Linked DNA regions of Zea mays: region 2 is linked to region 1. Evidence: chromatin contacts called from public Hi-C data. All regions are on one chromosome and are shown on one strand. Each heading gives the region's core, a stretch centred on a gene start, on an enhancer-like site or on the middle of the called end of the contact. The rest is flanking DNA. Distances are from core to core; before and after follow the strand shown. Region 1 holds the start of LOC100501498. Region 2 has its middle 54 kb from the start of LOC103637126.

The links. A called contact is a pair of places that touch in the nucleus more often than the background predicts.
Region 2: a Hi-C map of ear shows a contact between it and region 1, with 2.3 times the contacts expected there. The contact joins the enhancer-like site here to the promoter of LOC100501498 in region 1. A contact is called at or near these places in 3 of 25 Hi-C or Micro-C datasets (ear, leaf and tassel).

What each region holds. Positions count from the first base shown.
Region 1 is chr8:98,553,744-98,561,070 of Zm-B73-REFERENCE-NAM-5.0, reverse strand. LOC100501498 reads left to right here and starts at 5,730. Exons shown (of 1, transcript NM_001322947.1): 1 at 5,730-7,327. The coding sequence starts at 5,800.
Region 2 is chr8:98,851,085-98,858,478 of Zm-B73-REFERENCE-NAM-5.0, reverse strand. No RefSeq gene overlaps it. Among protein-coding and RNA genes, the nearest start is that of LOC103637126, 54 kb to the right of the region's middle. Within about 2 kb of position 4,303, at least 20 of the 20 cell types and tissues checked have an H3K27ac peak or open chromatin away from gene starts, as enhancers often do. A contact at or near this core is called in ear, leaf and tassel, where this site is marked.

The DNA of each region.
Region 1 (7,327 bases), core at 4,481-6,980:
CTAGATGTGGAATTACGGTATCCTCTAAAGCCACGATGGCAGAAACCTATAAGGTTTAGGTGTTACTGGCAAAATATCCCCATTGTGTCAGAATGACAGACTATAACGATATATCTGATCGATGAAAAATCCCTAATGGATTATGATCTTTGATGGACTTTTGTTACACCATCATAGATGTTGTAATGGATGAACGCCTGGAGCGATGTGTCATATTTAGAATATGTACTATTGCAACTATATTACCCCCTAAGTCCTATTGAAGGACATGTTACTTGCTTTGCACAACTATGTATAAATTGTGGTGTAAGATAGAAAATGATAGCACCCCAACCTCATCCATTCTCGTTATTCCAGATGAACAATGAGACATATATCTTGAAGAATATGCTTGAGTTATGAGGGATAACGACTTTGACATATGTCATCGTCAGGGGGAGCGAATGCTTATATTGATCACAATCGTGAGGCAACAAATGTCATATTCTATGCCCTGAAGGCGTGAGCTTGATGATCAATATGTAAACCTTTATGGAACTTTCTATCAAATATATAGATCCAGTCGATCGAACATCATCAGTCAAAGTGGCTTATTTATATTGATACGTGCACTTACCTCGTATATCCTAGAAGTGAGTAGAGGTAAAGTTCCTGAAATAGTCCTTGCAAGGATATATAATTCGTTTGGTAAATCTTTATGTGCATATACTTCCAGAAGAAGATATTTTGCCTTATTGATGCGGTTTTGCAAGGATCAGGGGGAGCACATTTCTAAAGTTAGCCATTGTAGAAGATTCGATAGAATCTAGATCCCAGAGGATCGAAATCTGTCACGATGACAGTTATTGTACTCTTTTTTCCTTGGTGAGTTTTCTTAAAGTTTCTCACATGAGGTTTTTAACGAGGCAACAAAGTGCAAATGCAATTTGTATCACCATGCACTCTTTCTCCACATTTTTCCCACTGGGTTTTTCGGAGTTTTAACGAGGCATGTGTTGGTCGCGGTATTCGCCCAAGGGGGAGTGTTAAGTAACCCTAGTCAGGGTTATGTGGGCAAATACCGGCTTTGCCCCTGAGGGGTCTCACATCTCTATATAAGGAACCTGTACACCCCTTCATATTATACAGAGATCAGAAAGAGGCCAGAGGCCCAACCCTATATCCAGTGTCTCGTGTGTTTCCTCTGTCGTGCTTATGGGAAGGGAGACGGGTTCTCTACATCTTCTTGCGCCTCTACTGCTGACGGGAGGGAAGGGAGCGGATCTGGTGATCCGTGGTAACGTAGTTCTCAATAAGCACAACGGACGTATTTAGCTGAACTACACCGCCGCGGTCGCGAGGTACCGTAGCACCTTGGGCCCCAGCCAAACGGGCCCAACTGGATACGGCCTAGTTGAGTTGGCGGCTGGCCGGCGCCGGCCAGACTAGAACCGGCGCGGCAACTTCGGGACACGGTGGCCAATAACTAACGCATCTAAGCTGTACTTCACGAGAATTAAAATATAAACCAATCTCATGTATGCAAGTGGCTCGTACTACTACTTCTATCAAAAAGTCTGAGAGAGACGACTAACCCAGGATTCAATCGAGAGAAGATAAGCTTCGACACTTTCTTCTCGCACTCGCAGTGCAGAAATTTTCTGAAATCTGCCTATCGTGATTCGTAGCTCGATCTCTGCCTCCGCCTTTCTGCTTTTCTAGCCTCCCTAGGAGAGAGCTGCAGTTCTCCTCCCTGGGTCCCAGAAAGTCTATCTTCGTCAGAACTTGTCAAAAAAAAACAAGTTTAATAATATAACCGAATATTGGATATAAGGATCATTATAGTTTACCTCTTAACTCATCTATATAATGATTAGTTCTTCATTATTAATTTTTTTATAAAAAAGCTTTATTAATTTTTAAGATCATTACATCGGGTTGATAGAAAAAAAAATTATCGATCTGCATAGCTAGATGCACAGCCTATAAAAACAAATAAAGTTATATCAAAATCAATTTGTAACCCTCGTCCTATAAATTTGGAATAGGCTTATATCTAAACTTTGAAAAACGGTAGAACGTCAAATTCCAAACCAAATGACCTAGTATATTAAGTATATTCCAGTTTATTTAAAATAAATGGATCTAAATGGCCCATAAGAGCAAAGCTAAAACACCTTATATTTGAAATGGAGCAAGCATAGATTCCTAAATACAGGGCTTGCTTTTCATGTTCTTTTGAGATATTTGTTTGTTCTGTTATGGTACTGTTCATCGGTACTAGTACTCTTAGCTGAGATCTATCCTCATGTCAGGTTCAATACTTCTATCACAGGTTGAGCCTATAGAAGTTGATGCGTACTTCTTACATCCTTAAAAGAATAAAAATATCAGCTAGAGTAGTTTACTTCTAATCAGATTTCTAGATTAAATTTTTAGTGAATGACATTTATATTTGAAGTTTTTAATTAATTTATTATAAAAATACATATTGTAATAATTCTGTTTATATCTAGTTGACTTCATAAATAGCAATAGTTTTAGCTATAATTAGAAAAAAAAATACTAGAATCTGACACTGTGCTAAAATTAACTCTTATCTTGTACCGTCAAGGTTATATGTCACTCCAAGACGCGAAAAACTGCACACCGACCATAATCATTAATCACGCGACCAGCCATTGGTCAGATGCGGATCTGCCATGTCAAGGTTATCCAACCTGGCCATATCGCCCCCGCCTTCTAGAAGGCCATATGTTGCCTCCTCGACGACAGACGGTCTCATTCTTTGTGGAGTGCTCTGAGTTTTATCAAATATTTTTTGTCGAGCACTTAGCAAAATCACTCTCGATAATAACTCCGTTTATCGAGACTAAAACACTTGACATTGCTAGACACTCGATAAAAACCTCTTTGACGAGTGTTACACGCTCGGTGAACGGTGACACTCAGCAAAGGGACGTCAGCAGCCGTCTATAGCCAACGACCGTTACCTTTGCCAAGTGTCAGACGTTGGCACTCGACAAAGAAGTTACTTTGCCGAGTGTCGTCCGGGCGACACTCGCCAAACTATGCTTTGTCGAGTTCCTACATTGGACACTCGGTAAAGTGTATTTTTATTTTTCGAAACAAACTTTTTGTGGTTTGTTCCTACATTATATAGACCTATGTGTTCCATTTTGGCACAATTATAAAAGTGTTTGCTATAACTATTAGATTTTGTTCTTTTAATTGAATTTACTCGAATAATTTAGATTTGAATTGCAAGTCACTCGAAAAATGAAAAATCGTGATAGCGAAAATGATATCCATGTTATTTAGCACAAGTTACGACTGATTTAAGGGGCGAACCAGAATTTTCGAGCACTATGCTCATGTTACATGACCGTGAACTTACGATCAAGTTGTTTAAAAATTGTATAAAACACAAACAAAGTCAGAAAATCATAAAACTTGCCCATATGTCATTATATCATATGTAGAGGCTATGATAAAAATTTAAGAATGTTTCGAAAAAGTGTGACACGCTATGTATAGAAATCTAGCCGGTCTACGTTAAAGCCGTTGTCGATGCAAACACTTTTATAATTGTCGAGACCCGAAAAAAATACTCGCATAAAAGCCGTTGTCAATGTACAGTTCGTCGAACTTTCTTTGTCAATTATCATACTCGATAAAGTTTTTGCCAAGTGTTTATCAGACTTTGTCGGATGATTTAAATAGTGATTTAGACACTCGGCAGAAGCTGTTTCCGGTAGTAAGATGACACGCCAACCATTGCAGCAACGAGCAAGTAGTACGAAGTACTAATAATGTGGACTTGTCTTCTGCCAGTTGCATACAAGATATTTCTTCACCTTCGCATCCAAGCGCGCGGTTCTAAGGCCAAGTTCGCTGCAGCCTGCCACCAAATCGATTGGTTTCCAGGTTCGCAGTATCTTCTCGCCGGCTGTTGCTGTCCTAGGCCGGCCAATGTAATGTGTCTCCCCCGGCGGGGCTCGTGACAGTGCCGGGGACCGACGGAGGTGAGGGATCGGGCCACCGGCCACCTGCGTGCTGTTGGCTGTCTCGCAGCTTTGTTGCCGGGGGTACAGACGTACAGTAAACATGGTAGGGCAGCCTCTGCGCCATGGCTGGCCTGTTGGCCGTTGTCGCACCTATAATTCACTAATTTTAAACTTTGCAAAAGTCATCGTCATATCCATTGTCTCTACAAATTCCACCAAATAAATTGCATCTAGATTTAACATAATATCAAAACTAATGATTCAGATCGTTGGATATTTCTCATTTCCTTTCTCACTAAAATCCAGTGAACAATATTATTTAGATCTCCGGCGTTAGCACATGCTATATGCTAGTATTTACCATGTTTGGGAGAGGCTGACAGGCCACAGAGTAGAGATAGCAATAGAGAATTCCCCGTCGGAGAATACCACCCATCTCTGTCCATGTGACTAAAAAAAATTCCCCACAGGGGTCCCACAAACACTTACAGGGAAGGTTTCTTTCCCATCTCTGTTCTCTTAAATTATAATTATGATATACATTATTTATTATTAATATAAAATATTATCACTTAATATAAAAAATCATTATATGTACATTAAAATAAACACATCTGTACAATAAGTAATCTTCTGATAAGATAATTATTTAATTTTATTAATAACTATTACATAAAAACATGGTCACATACAAATTTAATATATCACGCGAAGAACGAGGATGAAGAATTTTTCCCGTCCCATCTCTGTTTACGGAGAACAGTTTTTTCCCGTTTATACCCTCGCCAGGAGGTAAGAAACTTTTCTATTCTTATTCCCTACTAGATAAATTCCTTGTGGAGAATCAGGAATCAGGTCCATTGCCATCAGAGGTGCAAAACATCAATGGCTGTGCTACGTAGAAGCGTAGTGACACTGACTTCCTAGGCTTCATGACAGCAGGCCTCATATTCGGACAGTTTGTTCCGTGGGTGGCACTGGCACTCAAGGCCTAGTTTCCCCAGAAAACATGGCGCAGGATACCTCAAAATTGTGGCCTGGTTTATGGGCTCATCACAATTGGGTTACAACTTGCCCAGGTTAGCCAGGGACGGCCCGATGGGACAGCAACGCGCGCAGGTGTCAGATCGGTAAGCCCATAAACACGGTGCTTCCTCGCGGGTGCGTCGTCGTCGTTCACTTGCGCCCGGCCGACACCCTGTCACTACAAGCAGCGTGCGGCACCCTAGTGGCCTTGTACAGCGTACCATCCACGAGCGGACGAGCCACCAAACCCGACGTCGAGCTCCCTCCGTCTCCGACGCAAAGCTGTGGCTCCGCCGCTTCCACGCCGCGCGCGCGGGTGGAGCCTGGGGCCTCGGGGCCGTGTGCCATGTGCGCTGCCACCCGCCGCGGCTGCCGCGAACCTCGGCCGCGCGTGGGCGCTGGCCCCCGCGGGTGGCGCTGTCTGATGGCTGTCCGGTGCTCTGCTTCTGCTCCGTGCTTGCTCTCCCCGTGTCCCGCACGGCCACGGCCACGGCCAGCCCCGTGACAGCATGACAGCAACGCCGCACCGTCGCGGGGATACTAATATTTCCCGAGCCCTGGCGCCTTGTGGCGGCGCGGTGGACCACGCGACAGCCCGCACGAGGGGCGGTCGTGTAGCACGTGCGTGCAACAGCCGTTCCACACCCGGTTCGGCTAGGTGCAGATCCTCGACACTACTTGTGTTTGGTTCGGTCTCCGGTGAGCAGTGAGCTTCAACTCCATCATCGGTAGCCTCAAGCTGAAGCTCCATGCAAATGGGCCCAAGAATACGACGCGAACAGGCGAGATGCAGATGAACAAGTGCATGTGCACGGATCCAAGCTCTCTGGATGCCTTGCCTTGCCTATATAAAGGTCCGCAGCACCACACATCACCACACACTTCAATTACGATTATTCCAGATAAGCACGATCCGATGATGGCCCCACCGATATCCGCCGATGCCTTGGTGGAGGCTGCCTCGGCCGTCGCCGCGTACCCAGCCATCGCGCCGAACAGAATGCTTTGCAAGGACGCGCCGGCGCCGGCCATCTCTGTCGTCTCGAAGCAGACGGTCCGGCCCGCCGGCGCGTCGGCGGCGGTCGGCAGTGGAGACCTCAGGCTCTCGGTGTCGGACATGCCGATGCTATCGTGCCACTACATCCAGAAGGGGCTGTTCTTCCCGCCGCCTCCTCCCGGCGTGCTGGCGGCCTCGCTGGTGTCGTCGCTCGTGGCGGCGCTCTCCCGCGCGCTCGGCGTCTTCCCCGCGCTCGCCGGCCGCCTCGTCACGCTCCACGACGACAGCATCGTGATACGGTGCGGCGGCGACGACGCCGCCGTCGAGTTCTACCACGCGGTGGCGCCGTCTCTGTCGCTCGGCGACTTCCTGGTGCCCGGCGCCGACGTGCCGACCCGTTTGACGAACGGCCTGTTCCCCATGGACCGGACGGTGAGCTACGGCGGCCACGGCCGCCCGCTCACGGCGTTCCAGCTCACCGTGCTCGGCGACGGCGCCGTGTTCGTCGGCTTCGTCGCCAACCACGCCGTCGTGGACGGCACCTCCTTCTGGCACTTCTTCAACACGTGGGCGGGGCTGTGCCGCGGCGCGCCGGTCCGGGAGCCCGACTTCCGCCGCAACTTCTTCGGCGACTCCACCGCCGTCCTACGCTTCCCCGGAGGCGCGAGCCCCGCCGTGACGTTCGACGCCGACGCGCCGCTCCGCGAGCGGATCCTCCACTTCAGTGCTGCCGCAATCAGCGAGCTGAAGGCGACGGCCAACCGCTCGAAAAGAGCAGGTCAGGAAGCCGAGGCTAACGGCAAGCTCGCGCACGACGACTCCAGACTTGAAGGGCGTTCCGGTGAAATCTCGTCGTTTCAGTCGCTGTGCGCGCACATCTGGAGGGCGGTGACGCGCGCGCGCCGGCTGCTGGCTGCCGACAAGACGACGACGTTCCGCATGGCCGTGAACTGCCGGCACCGTCTGCGCCCGGCGATCTCCCCGCTCTACTTCGGCAACGCGATCCAGAGCGTGGCGACGACGGCCACCGTAGCCGAGCTGGCGTCCAACGACCTGGGCTGGGCGGCCGCCCGGCTGAACGCCACCGTGGCGTCGCACAAGGACGGCGCGATCCGGCGCGCCGCGGCGGAGTGGGAGGCCGCGCCCCGTTGCTTCCCGCTAGGCAACCCCGACGGGGCGGCCCTCACGATGGGGAGCTCGCCTCGGTTCCCGATGTACGACGGGAACGACTTCGGGTGGGGCCGCGCGCTCGCCGTGCGGAGCGGCCGCGCGAACAAATTCGACGGCAAGATGTCTTCGTTCCCCGGACAGGCTGGGG
Region 2 (7,394 bases), core at 3,054-5,553, 300 kb before region 1:
TTTATCGACTGTATATATTTTTTATGTATTGTTTACGTGGAGTATATGTTTGCAATACGTTGCATTTATACGAATGGCTATGTGCATATGAAATTATTTATGCATAAGCATAGGTGGACATGTACACGGTGTGAGTGGTGGATTATTACCCCTTTTTTACAGATTAGGATAATGTTGGAAAAAGGGAAAATCAGAAACTGTATAATTTGGAGGAGAATATGAAGAAGAACTAATAATGCGTACCTGGTTTTCTGATAGAAGCACCAGTCTATGTATTTTTAACTTCTGAAGATTTCAAGCTATTGGTGAATGGCAAATCAGTGAGGAAGATTTCAGGATTGTGCCGTATAGGTTGAGGGGGATGTAAATAACGAAAAATAAATGGCATGTAAAGCATACCTGTTTTCTCCGGATAGAAACTGCAGACTATGCAATTAGATTCATGAAGATTCGAAGCAGTTAGTGACTGCAAAAATAGCAAGGAAGAATTTTGGTTTGTCAATAATTTCAAAAGTAATGTTGTGTGTATACGTAAATATTAATGATGGAGGAACATGAACAATTGTAGATAATGAATCTTTTTTATTTTTGGCACTGAACATGGTGTGTGTGTATCTGTGTACATAAATGGTATGAATGAACATCACGAGCTGCTTTGGATGGAGGATCTTATTTCACAATATAAATCAACCTAATATATACCTTGTGCTATGAATGTTAGATGCTTTCTGAGCTAACTTGGTGGCATTTGTAACATGGATGGTGAAGATACATTGGAGAATTATTTTCATTACGAAGCAATATAATGATTAGAATTGTTCTTCTCCAAAGGAACTGCCGAAAGACGCATACAGTTACAGAGGTATGCACAGTCCCTAAATTGGTAGGTTGGCATCGAAACAAATGGCTAGCGGATGAAGTTTCTTTTTCTTTTTTTTACATTGAACATGTTGTCTGTGTATCTATATGCATAAATAAATGGGTATGAAGGAAAACATGTAGTGCTCTAGATGGAGTCTGTTTCACAATGGTTGGCATTGAAACAAATATTCAGGTAACTTATATTGCTACCCTAGTACGAAGGACATACATTTCGAAGAATCCCGCATCTGCACGTCGATGAATTGGAGTGGGATTGTGGTGGGGGAAGCAAGAGGCTAGATGAAATCGTAACGGCGAGGGACACAGGTAGAAAGGTATTCATACCTCAGTGAATCGGCGTGACGATGAGGATTGGCTGCCCCGACAAGGAGACCAGACGGACAACTTGACGTAGGACTCGTGGGAGTCGATGGCGCACCATGCAGAAGTAGTCGACTGATGGCGCGCTCACTGAGGGAGACGACGATGATGACGACTCTCTCTCTTTTCCCCCTCACAACAGCGTGCGCACTCAACGGAGATTGGGGGCGAGGAGGACACCTCTTCGTGACTGTACCCCCACCTTTCTGCCTTATTGGCCGCCGTAGCTGGAAGTCTCCAGCGATCTCCACTGTAACCTCCCTTCTGGTTTGGCCAGAGCCTCTGCTGGTCGTATATCTTAAATCGAACGGCGGACAACATTTGGTGATACGTGGACACGCTGGTGTTGCTCCTTTGCTCCCCGCTCTATTATATAAGAATTTGCATTGGCTAGAACCTCTGCTGGTCGTATATCTTGAATCGAACGGCGGACAACATTTGGAGATACGTGGACACGTTGGCGTTGCTCCTTTGCTCCCTATATATGTGTACAAAATTGTATTATATAGAATATATAAAAATGCTTATTTTCCAAATATTCTCCATGATATCATTTAGGAAAGTCAGCTATATACATAATCAGTGTACATCTTTTTTCTACTTGTTACATATACTGTAACACTCTGATAATATATTAATATATGTAATCAAAACCTGCTACTTATATTCGTTTCTGACAGGGTACTGGGCTTTCAAGCACGCCCTTGCTCTACCATATAATGACAATTTAATTATGCTTTAATTAAACTTGACCAATTTTGTGTCAATAATTTTGTATCTGTAGGTGCTAGCCGCGGCGGCCTACCTCCTCCTCATCTCCCTCAAGTTCCGCCGCGTGCTGGACCTGGCGGCCACCGACCTCGCGGACGACCCTGCCGTCGCCGCCTTCTCCTCTCCGTCCTCCGCCGACCACCTGCCCCCGCCTGGGTCCGCTTCCGCCACCTCCTCCTCCTCGGCCCTGTTCCCGGTCTGCCCCTTCTGGCACCGCTACGACCGTGTGTCCCTCCCCGACCTCGCGTCCCGCAACCGCTCTGCACTCGACCGCATGGCCGACGACGCCTGGCGCTCGGCCTCACCGCCTGGGAGGACGCCGCTGCCTTCGCGAGGGACCCCTGGGCGCTGCTCCTCCAGGCTCCAGCTTCTCTGCCTCCACTTTAGACGCCGCCTCCTCCATGGTGCCTGCTGCAGGGAATTGCGGAGGCCGCAGCGTTGGTGCCGAGGAATCACGGAAGCCTCGGTGTTGGCGATGACGCGTTGTGAGAGCAAGGGAGCAGATTTCTAGCAACGCGACCTTGGGAACTGCCAACGGATGCTTCGGGAAATGGCTAGTCAAGGAGAGGCTATCTTGTATGCTGTATGCGAAGTGCGTTTGATAGCCGTTGGTATAGGATCCGGTGGCTGAGAATAAAAACGGTGACGTGGACAAACAGCGTAGCTCGTTTGCGTCACGGTTTGTATAGTAGTAACTAGTAACTGGCGCGCGCTACGCGCGCGTAGAATAATCGAAATATAACTGGTAAACATTTAGTGATGTAAGTGCTAAACTGCTAATATAGCAAGCTACGATCTTTCACATTTTTGGTCTAGCCTTACTAATCTTTGGTCAAGCCTTACTAATCTGACTTTATAGCAATGGGTTACAGTGGTACAGCAGAAGGCATGATCATCAATTAGTCTCTACTTCAGAACTCAAGAAAAAGAAGTCTACATAGAAAATAACCTTTCCTACTTCGTTTTCTTGCAACAAAGCAAGCAATTGGAGCCTCTTAAGGAAAGGCAAAGGAGAAAGTGGATCTGCATGGAGCAGCACCTCTGCTTGGGCTTGGGTTCTTGGCATGCCACATCCCTGCTCCCAAATCAAGAGCTGCTTTTGTTTGTCTTGTATTTCCTCAGATGCATTAAGCTTGTAGAATACAACACACATATCACTGAGATCACTGAGGGCAGACAAGGTTGGACTGGAAGTGAAGCACGAGAGAAGAAACATTCCTGCTCGAGCACACTACGGACAGTGCGCTCGCTTTGCCTTCATAGCTGGAGGGTATTGGAGGTCAACTTTGCAATCGACCTTTACAGCTTTGCGCACATGTTCAGTTCAATTCAGTGTTGCACCACGAGGGTAACAATGGAGGCATGCAGTGGTCAGTGGAGACGTACACTCAAATGAAAGTTTTGCCAGATCTATGAAGTTCTATCAAGTTTGCAGGCAGTTTCGCGCACCAGCAGCGTTGTGCCGGGGGTTGTCGTCGCGGGCGCGAGTGGCCTCAGGCGACGGGAGCTCGCCCAGACGTTAGGAGGAAAAAAGGAGGTCGACCGCGAGGCACGCAAGGAGGCGGTGGAGGCGTGCGACGATGGTGTTGCAGGCGTCGAGGAGCGTGATGCCGGCGTCATGTTGGACGGCGAAGACATAGCCATCACCGGAACCGGCGAGCTCTCCCCTCTCCCTCGGCGCAGGGGCAGCAAGCCCTGGAGGTGCGCGACCAGCGCCATGGCAAAATAGTGAGCCTCCCCCTTCCGCTGCGAGCTCGGCTAGGTTTGGAGTGGTGCTGCTGCTTATGGCCGAGGATCTAGATTGGGATAGTGGGGCTTGCGATGACATCTGCTGTGATGAGGAGAGGGAGGATGCAGAGGCCGGGCGGTGACGGTTGCGTCGGCGGTGTTGTGGAGAGGGAGAGAAAACCTGTGCATTGTAGGAAGGTTCAGGAAACTGTCTTTTTGTCCCTTCGAATTCGATCAGCCGTCAAAACCAAATCCTACGGTGTATTTTATTTTTGCTTACGTGGACAGGCTGAGAAGTGGCCGCTTTGTATATATAGAATTGGCGGGCGCTTGGATCTCGGGGGGCAATGTCGCCGGTGCAGCACGTAGACGTAGCACCATGAGCACATGCACATGGCCGGTGGGGAGGCGAGATGGGACCTTTCGCGGCGGCTCTGGTGTGGTGGGTACTGAGTGAGCGAGTAGTGAAGTGAGCGCCTGGGCGGGACTAGAACGGCCCAGCGGTGGCGGACTGCCCAGGTGAAGTGCACGGGCCGCGGGAGACTCTCGGAGGCCGGGGGGGAGCCACGGGCCCGCAGCAGGCAGAGACATCACTGTCGGCTTTCGCTTCATATAGGTGGGCTAACGGGCCTGCTTAATCTGTTTATGCTAAACCAAGTGGGCCAGATGCTGGTCCAGTGCCGCTACTAGTTTTTCGTTGTAGCAGGAACCGTGATGCCCGTTGTAATGTAAACCAGGTCCCTGTCAAAAAAAAGAGAAAAGATTCTACGGTTCTCCCTCGAGTAAAACCTGCGGTCAAGCTCAAATGGAACACCCGTCGAGAACACCACTACCACCAGGCATCAGATGCTCTGCTTGTGCCATGCCCTCCTTCCTCTCTTTTTCCCGGCCTCCCTCGCTTGCTCTTGTCAGCGTTTACGGCGCGCTCTATTCCCCGTAGCCGCATGCGTGGTCCAAGATGTCAAATCTGGTAGCTTGTGAGGTCACGTGACGACGGAGGCAGAGACAAAGGGGCTGTTTGGTTCAGCTTTTTTCTGACCAGCTTTTCTGAAAATCTAGCTGTGGGGAGAATCTGACTGTGGAGAAAATCTGAGTATCATTACGATTACGTGTGGAGGAAGATAAAGTTGTTCATAGAGCTCAGGATCTAGAAAGTGACGGATTCCTACTATTACAATGACTCAACCGATTATGTGTTTATGTTGATTTTAAATGGTTTTTGCCCCAACAAATTTTATAGAAGCTGGCTGAAAAGCTGAGCGTTTGGCAGTCCGCAGCAGCTTTTGGTGGCCAGAAGCTGCCAGAAGCCGAAACAAACAGGGCCAAAGCCATCCCTTCGTTACCCCCAAAGAGCAACCTCGTATCGGCAAAATTTGGGCGGCGTGCGCTTGGTTAGCGGGCCAACCGTAGCGGCAAAATTTGTTGAAGTAGCCTAGGAGGCTGTGGTTGGACGATTCGCTACGCACGCGCGTGGCGGTTCAAAGTATGAATTATTCTCTATCTCTATCTCTACTAATTATTAAGTCTACAATGTAGACCGCTCCCGCCTCAACATCCACGCCGCGAATCCCGCTCACGCCAGCCCGCACGCGGATCCAGCGCCCCTCCCCGTGGATCGCCCGCCCGCACGCGGATCCAGCGCCCCCCCCCCTCCGCCCCACGACGGCTCCCGTGCACGCGGAGCACGTCATGCCGGTTACGCGCACCTGCACCCGCCGCATGCCGGCCTCCGCCCGGTCCCCCTCCGCCTCCGGCCCCACCCCGGCCTCCTCGTCGTAGGATCCCAGCAGCGCGACCTCCTCCATCTCGTCGTCGGCGCCGCCGGTGAGCGCCATGAGCTGGAGGTGGGCCATGGCCGTCGGCGACGGGTAGGCGGGGGAAATGCTCGTGAGGGGAGCGGAAATTGTGGGGACGGGAGGTGGGACGCGCAATGACGGAAGGGAGACCGGAGACGGCTGCTGAGGGGTTGTTTGAATACGATCGTTGGATCCGGAGGGGGTTTCTGCAAATACTGCAGTAGACTGCCCCCGCCTCAACATCCACGCCGCGAATCCCGCTCACACCAGCCCGCACGCGATTCACCGCCCGCCCGCACGTGGATCCAGCCCCCCCCCCCCCCGCGATTCACCGCCCGCCCGGCTTCGTGCCCTTCCCCCGCTACTGCGACCGCGAGGAGGAGGAGGAGAAGCGACAGTGGTCGTCGGTGGCTGTCAGCGACGACGACGACCGCGAACGCCGCCGCTACAGGCACCGGCACCGCCGCCTGCGCAGCGACGACGACGACCGCCTGCCGATCCAGCCCGCTCCCAAGGTGAGTAGAATGCGGGGAGAGTTCTTGTGCGCGCGTTTGCCGAAGCTGACACTCCCGAAGACGTCGCTTGTCTTCTTCTACTCAAACGGACAAAGTAGCTACGGCTACTACAAGAGTCCTTTGTTTTTCCCCAAAGTAGCTACAGCTACTACAGCTACTCCTCTCGTCCTCCTTCCAGCCGAAAGAGTCATTTGTTCTTGTGCGAGCGGGCATCAAGGATTGCGTTGCGGTCCTTGAAGGGCCACTCGAGCGTGCAGATTTGCTTTCCGGTGGTGGCCTCCTTCGCTGCCGTGGGGTTCTTCGCAGGCAGCGATGGCGAGTGGAGGTGGGACTCCTTCGGCTGGAAGGAGGACGGGAGGATTGGGTCGGAGGATGTGAGGGAGTTATGACTGAAGCGGAGAACAATAGCCAAGCCAAGAGCATTTCTTTCCTCTATAGCTGATACACCAAGATTTGGATCGTCTAAGCCCTATAAGAAAACAAAACTGCAGATTTTAGAATCAAGCACCTGAGGTTTAGACCATGATATTAATGCGTTCTCCGGTTAAAAAGCCATCTAAACTTAGTGAAAGTCGTAATTCATTGAGGTTTAGTCATGGGCAAATTTTTTATTGACATTTAGAATCAAGCCCTGTGAGATTCATAATTTGTTTTGTGATTTTTGTCTCAGTCGCTCTTCACTTTTGTGTCAATTGGCAATATTAGCATGTTATGTGCCCATATTGTTTCTAATGGATGTTTTTATGTCCTGTTGACTTTCTTTGCTTAGTCTATAAGCTTCCCTTTGATATACTATTAATTGTACATTTTGGCATTCATCTGCAGAAGTCACTGCAGAAAGTCAATAAAGAACAAAAAGAAGACAAGCAAACTCAAGCCCTTGAAAAGAGTGTGTTTGTCGCCTAAATCAGAAGTCATACTAGAGGAAACCTCTATAGATAATGCACCCTCAACTGAGATTAAAGTGATGAATCGCCACACCATTATTCTAACAAGCGTAAGAATATTACAGTTGCCACTGAGGAAAATAGTAAAATCAAAAGTTTAAAGAAGTTCAAGAAAAATCAAGTTCTATTTCTGAAGCCTTGTCACCTAGGCTGAAGGAGGACCTTAATGATTCAGATTCAAAATCAGTGGCTAGAACTAAAAGTGATGGCAGAACTTTCATCCCATGCATTCCAGTGAAAAGTGTTATTGTGATAAAGCCTGAGAGATTGAAAAGGAAAGGAATAGGGTCTCAAGATTGTGCTTCAGACTCATGGACATCTGAAGAAGATGCAGTTCTTTGTGGAACTGTTCATGAGTATGGTCCTCTTTGGGAATTGGCAAGTGATTTTCTTCA